4 separate regions of the Rattus norvegicus genome follow, and all the other regions are linked to region 3. A link is a contact called in public Hi-C data. All regions are on one chromosome and are shown on one strand. The core of a region is the stretch at or near the end of the contact, and the rest is flanking DNA. Distances in the headings are between cores, read along the strand shown. Region 1 has its middle 16 kb from the start of Cep57l1. Region 2 holds the start of Armc2 (armadillo repeat containing 2). Region 3 holds the start of Foxo3 (forkhead box O3). Region 4 overlaps Armc2 (armadillo repeat containing 2).

Region 1 (2,700 bases), core at 80-2,579, 450 kb before region 3:
GATCCTCCTGCCACCTCTGCCTCTGCCACCAAGCACTGACATTACCTGCACCAGCTCTCAACCTGAGTTCTACTACACTTGTACCAGTCAGCACAGACTAGTTTCGGACTCGTAACTGACAGTTTATTAACTTTCACATAGCAGTTAGTATTCAGAGTTTTGATATCCATGGTATGTACACTAAAAGTCCATTGCAGGATGAAAGGAGTGATGGTGTTGGCAAAAGACCATGTCAGAGAAAAGTACAGTCTCTGAGCTGTGCTACACGTCACAACTGTCAGCACATTGCATTTATTCTGTTTCCAAACCTGCTTTTCCCTTCGGGTCCGGTTCCATATCAACATGGTTAACTACCAGACCATCAAAGGTACTCAGGGCTGGGGCCGGGCTGGGACTGGTCTGGGGCCGGGCTGGGGTGGCTGGTAGTGTTTGCTTGACATGCATGGCTTGGCAGGGTATACCTGTACTCCCATCCTTGGAAGGCATGGGAAGGAGAACTAGACTTGGTCTTCTTGGCTACTTGTGACTTGAAGCTAGCTGGGGCTTCATGAGACTGTGTTTTAAAAAACAAAAAGCAATCATTTGGTGAGGGGGAATCTGTGTCTGTCCTAAACACATGCACTCTTGTCATTTCCCAGACAATACAGTATAACTACCATTTGTAATCTAGAGAGTGTGTGGATGGAAAGCTGTGTATGTGTGCAGAGAAGGACCACAGTGTATCAACCTTCACTGAAGTCTAGCACATCGTACATGGCTGGTCGAGTCTGTTGGTTCAGCTAGCCCTTTTGTTTCCTTTTCAATCTAACACAGAAAACTTCATTTTCTAGAAAAAAAGTTTGAATCCAAATTAGAAGTTTGTTTGGCCTTTGTACTAAGAAATGAGTTATTACTAAGTATACTTTCATTATTCATAGTAGTAATTACTCAGATAGAGAGGTGCTAAACTGGGTGTCCTGGTGTATGCCTGTAACCTCAGAGTCTGAATGGCTAAAGCAGGCAGATGACTGTAAAATGGGGGCCAGCCTGATTTACATACTGAGCTCCAGGCCAGGAAGACAATGTCTAAAATAAAAATAAGATAAAATAAAAGACAAACATTTGCTAATTCCATCTGCAATCGTCTTTGATGGCGTCTTTGAGTTCGGAAAGTAAGGAAACTTACAAAGATTCAAATGTTGAGTAAATAATAATCTACTTTTTAACAAGAACTTTAAAAAGTCATCTATTTACTGTATGTGTGAGCGTGCGTATGCTCTTATGCCATGGCCCACATGTGGGAGTCAGAAGACACTTGGCAGGAGCCAGCTGTCTCCGTCCTGTGGTCACAGAGGTGAAGCGCAGGTTGGCAGGCTTGGCAGCAAGCGTGTGACCTCCTGAGGCATGCTGCTGCCTTACTGTGGCCTGTCAGATGCAATGCTTGTATTGACCGGGGTAAGGACACTGGAGGGTGCCTGCCTGTCTTCCTGTCCTCGAGAACTTAGCAGTGGGGATGTTGGATTTCTCTGAGCCCTGCAGCATCACCCCCTTCATCCAGTCATCGCATGAGTAGCTTTTAAAGATACTTAAAAGTTCTTAAAAATCCTTTTTTGTGTCTGACACTATTCTGGCACTAAGAGGGTTTTTTGTTTGTTTGTTTGTTTTTAAGTAGAAAATGTTCTCGTTTTCAGTGAGTTAAAGGAAAACAATAAAAATAAACCAAGATTGTGACTAAGAGTTAAAATTGTATGATAGTATGTTATTAGCACTGTAGCTGCCGATAAAGTGTTTTATCTATAGCATATTTGAGTACAATCATAGTTGGGGTTTTTTAAGATTTATTTATTATATATAAGTACACTGTAGCTGTCTTCAGACACATCAGAAGAGGGCATTGGATCTCATTACAGATGGTTGTGAGCCAACATGTGGTTGCTGGGAATTGAACTCAGGGCCTCTGGAAGAGCAGTAAGTGCTCTTAACCACTGAGCCATCTCTCCAGCCCAGGTGGTTGTTTCTTAAGATTGATTTGTGTGTATGAGTGTTTGCCTGTATGAATGTGTGTACACCACAAGCATCCCTGGTACCTGAGGAGGGCAGAAGAGGGCAGCAGATCTCCTGGAATTAGAGTTACAGAAAGTTGTGAGCGTGTGTGTGTGTGTGTGTGTGTGTGTGTGTGTGTGTGTGTGTATGTTTACACTAGGGATTCAGCCCAGGGCCTCATAAATGCAAGGGTTCTAATACTGAACTACACCCCAACATCTCCCCCACTCCAAATACACACATACACACACATCTACACACACACTCACGGACATACACACTCACAGACATAAACACACACACACACACACACACACAATTTTCACTGAGTGCTTATCATGTACTACCTTCAAGGCATTTTATAAGCAGAATCGTAGCGTTTCAGTGAGCTGTACGGTTTGATGATCATCTCCAAGTACTAGAGACATATGTGTGTGCACTCCTCGCTGCCAACCTAGACTGACTTTCCGAGTGTGTCAGAGAAATTGGAAGGTCTCAGAAGCTTCCCTTGGACTCCAGTGTCCTAAAGGAGGGAGACACTGTCCAGGTGTGGAGGGACACAAATCTGCAAAATGCCTTTCGGGGTTGCTTGCTTGCTTGTTTGATTTGGTGTCCAGTATGTCTGGAATTCACTTCATAGACAAGCTGGCCTTAAGTGTATCACACTCCTCTCTTCTG
Region 2 (2,733 bases), core at 74-2,573, 260 kb before region 3:
GTGTTTTTCCTCTGGCCTCAGAGGGCGTTATGTGCACACTGTACAGGCAAACATTCACACACATAAAACGAGAATAAATACATCTTTAAAAAAAACCTCTGTCTTTACTGCTGCTACCAACAGCCACGAGCTACCTCTTTTATGGTAAAGACAACATTGCCCGTCAACATTGCCAACATCAGGGTCTGCAGGTGCACACTTTTCCCAGCAAACCAAGCACTCAGAACCCTTTCTGTGACCGAATTACTCTGGGGTTAAATGAGCATACAAACAGTTGCAAGGAAAGTGCTCAGAGCAAGTGTTAAGTCCCCTGAGGAGCTGCAGCTCTGTGACCTTGAAGGCCATTGGACATCCCTATGCATGTGTTCTCTTGTGTAAAAAGTATGGACAAAGACTGACTCTTTTTTTTTTTTTCTTTTTTTCTGGAACTGGGGACCGAACCCAGGGCCTTACCACTGAGTTAAATCTCCAACCCCACAATGACTGACTCTTAGGGCAGTTTTCAGCCTTGCACGAAATGGTCCAAATGTCCTAGCACAAAATGCTAGCCCTTAAAGTACTAAGAATTACTGTCCAAGTGTTGGGTGATAGAGAAAGATCTTCCTATGAATGAAAATATGGACCAACAAGAGAAATCACTAAAGACAATATTTGTTCAATGTTTTCATGTATACCATAAATGTAAAATTTTCAACTAGAGAATGCTATCCTTGATTAAAAAAAAAAACACAGCGTTTTTTATCTGGATGTCAGTTATCCCCAATCTACGCACACTATTACTCAGAACCTTAGGGATTCACAAGAATGGGATACAAATAGTGTGACTTATTTTCTACCAAATGAAAAGACTATAATGTCAGGACAGAAGAAACTACTGTAATACTCACGACGTGGGTCATAAGAGGCATTCTGTACAATACGGTGAATTAATATTGTTCCACATACACTTTATTGAGGACTCGTTTGTTACCTAGGAAAATCCTAGTTTGTTCTGTGTGACCTTGGCGCTAGGTCGCCCGCCTCCACAAAGTCCCTTAGTCTACCAGTCTCTCATTCAACCAGTGTTACTGAGCTCCTGATAAATACCAGACTAAAGGCTCGCTGTTACAGAAGCTGACACCTGTGCGAACCCCAGAGTCTGCAGCAGTACCGCTCGACCCTGTCCGGGGACAGAGAAGAAAACAACTGCAGGAGGGGTCCCTGGTGAACCTGCAGGGGACTCCTCACCTCCCGCGCGCACAGCTGCTCTCCCACTCCCCGCAAAGCCGGCTTCTCCACCGGTCCAGGTCAGGGCAGAGCGCCTCAGCATCCTCACCTTGCCCTCCCGCCCTCCCGCGCACTGCCTTGGCCCTGCTGGCTAACGTCTCCATGGTAACCGTACACAAACCACCTTTCGCTGCAGGTCGGGCGGTCAGCCTCCAGATCCGGGGCGCCGCGGAGCGATGCGAAGTGAGCTGGAGTAGGTGCTGGGTAAGGGGACTCCGGGCTCACTCAAAACGTCTGTGACTAGCGCTAGACACTCAGAGCCCGGCAGAGAGCAGACTGCTTTCCCGCTCTGGCCCGGATGCAGGGAGCAGGAGGAGGGGCGGGGCGGGGCGACCCTGCTCCACTCTCCGCCACTGAGCCTGCGCCGATCCCGCCAACCACGCACGCGTAGCAGCGTCTAGGCGTGACGAAGGCCGGTGAGGAGCGCAGGCAGGAGCGTACGCACCGAGGAAAGGCAAGGGTCGGTGGAGGGGAGTCTTCTTTTGCGTTAGCTTCTCCCCGTGGGATCTCCTAGATTCTGTTAAACAACAGGCAGAGGAACAACTAAGTGTTTTGGGAAAGAGTCGGTTACTGATTGTGGATGTCAGCCTCCGCCTGGAACCGGTTCCTTAGCATCTCATCCGTTATGCATAAGGAAGAGGGGGTTACCCTGTGTGTGAGTAGCTGAGTCTTGGGTTGTAGCAAAAATAAATGTTAAGGGCTATGAATGTAGCAATGAATGCTAACCTCTTGGATATTATTAACTCCTTGCCTTGGGGCAGCGCTCAACAGTTTGTAGAGCGAGCCCACAACAGAGCAACTAGAGACCCAAGGTCAAATCAGGTAGGAGCGATTTAAGTCTCCGGTTGCTATGGCTAGTCGCTGTGTGTTCTCACTGTATCACTAAAGCCCAATGGGGGAATGTATTTCTATGTATTTCTTTGTATGTGTTTCTAGTTCAAATTCTGTTTGCTCCTACACTGGATCATTGGGTAACACTTGGGAAATACAAGCTCTAGATTTACACTACGGTATATAAATACAGGGATTATCAGAGCAAGTGTTGTCAACACTGGAAAAATGCCACATCCCGTGGTGCCAAGTGTCTTGTAAAGAATAATTAAATTGTATCTATTTTGCACCGATTTGCACATTGGATGAGAAACGGCACCTGGAACATAGAGAGAGAAAGGTTTTCCAAGTGCTTAACAAGATTTCCCACATTACAGACAAAGGAAACTCAATCGTTGATGAAGATATTTTTTTCCACTGGGAACAGGATCTAGCCCATGAAGTCCCGTGACTTACTAGTCACGAGACTTAGTTGTGCAAAAGGACATTGCCTGTTGCATAGAAACCACACTAGTATTTCGATCTCATACTTTCTGAGATGTGATAAAATACACGTCCACTGGGGTCTCTTGGTGGCTGTTTATAAATACAGCTGTCTATCTGACCCTTTGTGGAGAGTTAGACTTTCCTAAATGT
Region 3 (2,700 bases), core at 90-2,589:
GCGGGACCGGGGAGGCTGGTGCCTCTGCCATCTTCGCTGCCTGCCCGCCGCCCGCGGCTTGGGCTCTTGCTCTCTCCTCTCGCGCCCAGGCTGGGTGCGGCGGGGGAGGGACAGGGCGCCGCGAAGGCTCGAGCTCCAGCTACCTAGGGAAGCGCGAAGAGAGAGTTGGTTATCCCGTGCAGGAGCCTAGTCCACGGAGACTCCTCGCCCGCGGCCGCCACCTAGAACGGATAGACCTGGGGACGTGCGTCCCGCGAACCTGGCGCAGCAGACGCCGCCCCCTGGACAGGCCGCCCCGGAGACGCGAGCGAATCGACGGCCGCGCGCGGGGCAGCCCCCTCCCCCGCTGCCGTCGCCAGAACGGCAGGTCTCTCCCGGGCTGGGTGGCGGGGCGGAGGGGGGAGGGGTGCCCCGGGGGAAGGGTGGCCGCGCGCCTGAGAGAGTGGGCGGCCTCCCGACCCCAACAGCACAGCAGTGGTCGGAGGGCGTGCGTGCGTTTGTTTACGTTTGGCTCCCGCCCGCTCAAGTGCCTCCCGCGGAGGCGCAGCCGAAGTCAGCAGAGTCCTGGGCTCTTCTCCGGTTCCCCGGCCCTGCGAGCCTCCTCCTCCCCCCGCTGCACACCCCTCCCAGACCAGTGGCCCCCTAGGGCTGGCGCAGGCAACTCCCGTCTTTTCCTCTCCACCCGCGGACCAGCAGGGCGAGCGTGGGGTCTGGGTGCAGACCTGCCAGGGTGACTTCCAACGAGAGAGGACCGACCCCGCAGGACCCGCTAAGAAGATCTGAGGTGTATTTTCGCGGGGACGTGGGGCCCTCCGCCCCCTTCCAGGTCAGAAACGGGAAGGAGGAAGCAAGTGGGAACATAAATCTTCCAACAGGTCGGGAAGCGCCAAATCTCTCGGACTGCAAGAAAACCCGGACCAGCACGTTCATCACCTCCTTGCTCCCGCTGCTGCCATCTTGACAGTTCCCCCCTTCCCTCAAGTCCTTTAAAGACACTAGCGGGAGAGAAGGGGGAGAGCACACCGAGTCACGGGGAGGGAAAGGGAAGCGCCTGGCCCAGCTCGGAAACAGATCCGGAGTCACTGGAAAGGCGGCCGCCCCGCTGCACAGCTCCAGCGCCTACCTCGGCTCCTTCCCTTCAGGGACGAGGCGGGAGGGCGTACGATTCCGCGCGAGCCCAGGGCACCGCGACGAGGGGACGCTCGGGCCGCCGCCGCAGCCCGCCGGAGGAACCGCCTGTCAGCCTGTGCTGCGCCGCCGCCTTCCACATTCCTCCTCCTCCCTTCCACGAGCAGGGCGGCCGCGGCAGCAGCACAAAGTTATAGACACTCGCAGGGAGCCTCAACCTAGGCTGACGGCGGGGCGGGTCCCCGCCCAGGGGGAGGGCTGGGGCGGGGGCCGGGAGTGCTGCTGTGCGTGCGTGTGGGAGTGCGCGTGTGTGCGCACTCGCGCCTGCGCGGGGCTGCGGGAGTGGGGGTCGGGCGCGCGGGTCGGGACTCGGCCGGGCTCCGGCAGCCCTCGGTGCCCGGGTCACACACTCTGGAATCGCAGCAGCCCACGCTGGCCCGGGACGGGAGGCCAAGTCGGAGCACACCGCTGGGCGCCGCCGCGCGCCCTCTCTGCCTCGGGCCCTGCGTTTGCCTCTTGGGTCCCCGGCCTGCCCGTGGGTGCGTGGGGTCGGAGCCCGCCCCAGTATTGGGTTCCTCATTAGAACCTGACACCAGGTAACACCCGAGATAAGACGCCAGCCGCAGGTGACAGGGGTTACCTTGGCGTGGAAACACTGGCCGGCGAAGATAGCGGTGCCTTTCATCAGGCACCAAAAGGTGTGGACTGGACCCTCACCTGGGACGCCCAGCGACAGTCGTGCTTCGCTTTTTCACGGATTTGAAGGCAAACCGGAAAAGCGTAGCTCAGGAGGAAAAGTGCAGTGCGCCCCAGTCTAAACGCAGAAGCAGCAGATACCTAACTGGAAGCGGGCAACAGTTTTCTTAGGATAAAGCAGCCGGCTACGTGCTTGACTTTTTCAAGTCTTTAGACTTCAACTGGCGCCTTCACATTCCCTTACCCCAGGATCCGTGCCACTAGGCCGTACGGGTGTGCTTTCCTGCGCCACATGCGACATGCATAACCAAAAATCTCCCCATTTTGATTCATAGGTATCTTTCAAAACAAAACCCTCTCAGTCACTGCAGCTAAAGTCTGGGCTCCGCGACAACCCTATACCCCAAAACAGTCAGCCTAGAAGAGCCTGCAGGGGCCGCCCACCCCGAAACTCCGGCCTCCAGGCTTTACGCGCGGCCCGTCACTCAAGTGACGTGGGGCCCCGCCCCTGCACCAAGCTAGTTCGACGGGTACAAACAGATGATGTCATTGTCTCTACACGCGCGTGACCCCGGAGCCCTGCGCCGCGTCGCCATTCGCTGCGCGGCTTCCTCGTCAAGCCACGCCGAGCGCTGACTGGCCGCCGCCGCTAGTCTCCGGGCTCCAGACGCCCCTCTCTCTCCCCTTCGCCCCCGCCCCCAGCAAATAATAAACAATCGAGTAAAATTGGAAGGACAGAGGGGAGGGAGAGCGAAGGCGCTCCGGGACGCAGCCTTCGGCGCGCAGGTGACCGGAGGACTAGAGGAGGACTGTGCGGGGAGGAGGGAAAGGAGGTAGGGAGCGGACCTGGGCGGCCACGCTCCATCAGGGCAAGAA
Region 4 (2,700 bases), core at 110-2,609, 300 kb before region 3:
TTGTTTTTCCCAGGTGTGACACAGAGATCCCTAACTCTTGTTGCTGCAACTCAAAGTTTCATTTGCTGCTTGTATTAACTCGCTACAAACGCCCATTGGCTCCCTTTTCTTTGCCTTACTTTGCACCATTTCTAGTCATTGGTCTGTATTATTGTATATTTCCCCGGGCATAGTAAAGTCCCTAAAGGGCTTTCATAATATAGTATTATATTTTCATTTACGCGAGCAATGATTTTGAACTTTAGTTTCGAATTACACTGATACCAAGTCTGCCCCCTGCCCCCAGAAACTTTCAAGTTATAATTTCTGTGAGTTTCTGTCCACGTCAAAGGTATCAGAATTGGGGACTGGTTAAGACTGCAGTGAAAAATGAAAACTTAGGGGGGAGGGGGATGTTTGCCCGGAAACCGGGAAAGGGAATAACATTCGAAATGTATATAAGAAATACTCAAGTTAATAATAATAAAAAAATATATATAAAAAAAATGAAAACTTAGAAAACGAATGTTGGTTTCTGAGCAAGCTGGATCCAGTTCCCAGAGTTGTTAAACAGAGAATTGTCAATAAGGACACAGCAGCCTGGCACTCTAGACTCGCCTTGACTCGACCCCTGACTTCCAAGTAACATTGTCTTTGAAAAACAAGTAACGCTGGCTTTACAGCATGAGGATCCGAAGAATGCAGAAGGCCAAGGAGCACACTCACCTGTTCTGGTTTCCTGTCTGCTCAGGTCTGAGCTGCTAGGACACGAGGAGGCCCTGGCACGCCGTTTCCCAGGATCCCTAGGAGGAAGTAGAAGGAATGAGACACAAAGGTATTTTCATTTTTATAACTGCAATTTGTTCCCGTCGGGCTTTGGAAGAAACCGCAGAGAATAGTTTAAGAGTTTGGTGTCCAGTTGTCTGCTCTAACCTGCCTTTGCCTTCTAACTAAGATTTGTCTGTGAGAACACAACTCTACTGGCTTAACAGTATGAAATATGACACTAGAGAGACCCAAAAAATAAATCCAAAATTGACTTGTGGGTGAGGTGGTGGTGATGGTGGTGGTGGTGGTAGTTAAAGATATGGACCACAAGAGGGCGCTGCTACAACAAGAACCAGTAGGAAAAACAACCCGAGAAAAGCTCGCTTGCTCTGCCCCAAGGTCACATGAGCAGGGTCAGCTCTGGAATGCGAGCTCAGGGTTTTCAACCCACTGTCCTTCCCACTGCACCACAGAACGTCCCATTCCCACTTTAAAACTCCATTCAATTAATAGTCTCTAAAAATACTCTTAGAAATATTTCAACTGTTAAAAATAAAGCAGTATATTTAGCCAGTCCCTAGATGAGAAGCATAAGAGTAGGCCTGGCTGGTTATGGGGTGCTTGACTCTGTTACCTGGCTGCTGCTTTTCCCAATTATAGCTGACTTGAAGGTCTTGCCCTTTAAATATCTGTATAAAATCCTAGGATGGCAAGTTTGACACAATTTCTTTTTGATGGTCCCACACACTTGTAATAATATTAACAACAGTAATAATATAAATAATAGTAAATAATAATAAGTTATTATTCTTTTGGTTTTTTTCAGATGGGGTTTCTCTGTGTAGCCCTGACTATCCTGGAACTCACTCTGTAGCCCAGATTGGCCTGGAACTCACTCTGTATACCAGGCTGGCCTTCAACTCACGGGATCCACCTGCCTCTGCCTCCTGAGTGCTGGGATTAAAGGCGTGTGCCACCACCTGGCAAACTAATTTGCTTCACTGCATCTGTGTGTGGCCATGGACATCAGTAAGCTCTTGGGCTCGCCCACTAGCGAAGCTCACAGTCCCACCTCAGAGCTTGGCCTGGCCTGGCCTTGCCTTGCCTTTCCCCCTGGACTTTAGCCTCATCACATAACTTTCAATATTTTTTTTTCTGTCAATATATTTTTGTTTTTTGTTTTTTTTTGGTCATAAAATAGGGAAAGTTGATAGGGCCTTTTGTTTTTTTTAAAGATTTATTTACTTATTACATATAAGTACACTGTAGCTGTCTTCAGACACACCAGAAGATGACCCCCAGATCTCAGTACAGATGGCTGTGAACCACCATGTGCTTGCTGGGAATTGAACTCAGGACCTCTGGAAGAGCAGTCATTACTCTTAACCACTGAGCCACCTGTCCAGCCTGAGAGGGTCTTTTTTTTTTTTTTTTTTTTTTTTTTTTTTTATTAAGACTCTAATTCTCTGAAACAACAGAAGTTTTGGAGCAAGGTGCTCCTATCCAATAAGACAAAGAATATGAGGATGGATTGCCTCAAAGACAGAAATAAAGGACTCAATCCATGGAGAGACTGTCAAAGCAAGACTTCAAGACTTACATACAAGCACTTGGGAGGCAGAGGCAGGAGGATCTCTGAGTTCAAGGCCAGCCTGGTCTATAAAGTGAGTCCTAGGACAGCCAGGGCTACACAGAGAAACCCTGTCTTGAAAGACCAAAACAACAACAAAAACTTACATGAGACCCTGTCTTACAAAACCAAGCCTCCGCCCTGCCGCTCCCCAGAGGATTCACACAGTTAATGGTTGATGGGAGAGGAATTGTCTTCTATGTTGTAGCAACTGGTAAGGTACCCAGACTCCTGTAAACAAACCTTCATCCACACTTCTAGCCAACCCTAACACACACACACACACACACACACACACACACACACACACACACCATGCACAC

Evidence for each region. Hi-C and Micro-C count contacts between places; a contact is called where the count stands out from the background.
Region 1: a contact with region 3 is called in a Hi-C map of liver, with 4 times the contacts expected there. The contact joins the enhancer-like site here to the promoter of Foxo3 in region 3. A contact is called at or near these places in 9 of 12 Hi-C or Micro-C datasets (the A7r5 cell line, the Rat2 cell line, frontal cortex and 5 more) and 1 of 1 datasets of contacts at active chromatin or transcription factors (oligodendrocytes).
Region 2: a contact with region 3 is called in a Hi-C map of prefrontal cortex, with 1.8 times the contacts expected there. The contact joins the promoter of Armc2 here to the promoter of Foxo3 in region 3. A contact is called at or near these places in 10 of 12 Hi-C or Micro-C datasets (the A7r5 cell line, the Rat2 cell line, Schwann cells and 6 more) and 1 of 1 datasets of contacts at active chromatin or transcription factors (oligodendrocytes).
Region 4: a contact with region 3 is called in a Hi-C map of kidney, with 4 times the contacts expected there. The contact joins the enhancer-like site here to the promoter of Foxo3 in region 3. A contact is called at or near these places in 9 of 12 Hi-C or Micro-C datasets (the A7r5 cell line, the Rat2 cell line, Schwann cells and 5 more) and 1 of 1 datasets of contacts at active chromatin or transcription factors (oligodendrocytes).

Annotation. Positions count from the first base shown.
Region 1 is chr20:46,891,327-46,894,026 of GRCr8, forward strand. It overlaps a transcript of Sesn1 not described here. Among named protein-coding and RNA genes, the nearest start is that of Cep57l1, 16 kb to the left of the region's middle. Within about 2 kb of position 1,330, at least 15 of the 93 cell types and tissues checked have an H3K27ac peak or open chromatin away from gene starts, as enhancers often do. A contact at or near this core is called in hepatocytes and liver, where this site is marked.
Region 2 is chr20:47,082,565-47,085,297 of GRCr8, forward strand. Armc2 (armadillo repeat containing 2) reads right to left here and starts at 1,324. Exons shown (of 18, transcript XM_574794.5): 1 at 1,228-1,324. The coding sequence starts at 1,309. LOC103694446 (a long non-coding RNA gene) reads left to right here and starts at 1,390. Exons shown (of 2, transcript XR_597445.4): 1 at 1,390-2,733.
Region 3 is chr20:47,345,506-47,348,205 of GRCr8, forward strand. Foxo3 (forkhead box O3) reads right to left here and starts at 1,340. Exons shown (of 4, transcript NM_001106395.1): 1 at 1,124-1,340; 2 at 1-143. The coding sequence starts at 31.
Region 4 is chr20:47,046,207-47,048,906 of GRCr8, forward strand. It overlaps Armc2 (armadillo repeat containing 2), which reads right to left. Exons shown (of 18, transcript XM_574794.5): 6 at 706-782. Among named protein-coding and RNA genes, the nearest start is that of Armc2, 36 kb to the right of the region's middle. Within about 2 kb of position 1,360, at least 4 of the 93 cell types and tissues checked have an H3K27ac peak or open chromatin away from gene starts, as enhancers often do. A contact at or near this core is called in kidney, where this site is marked.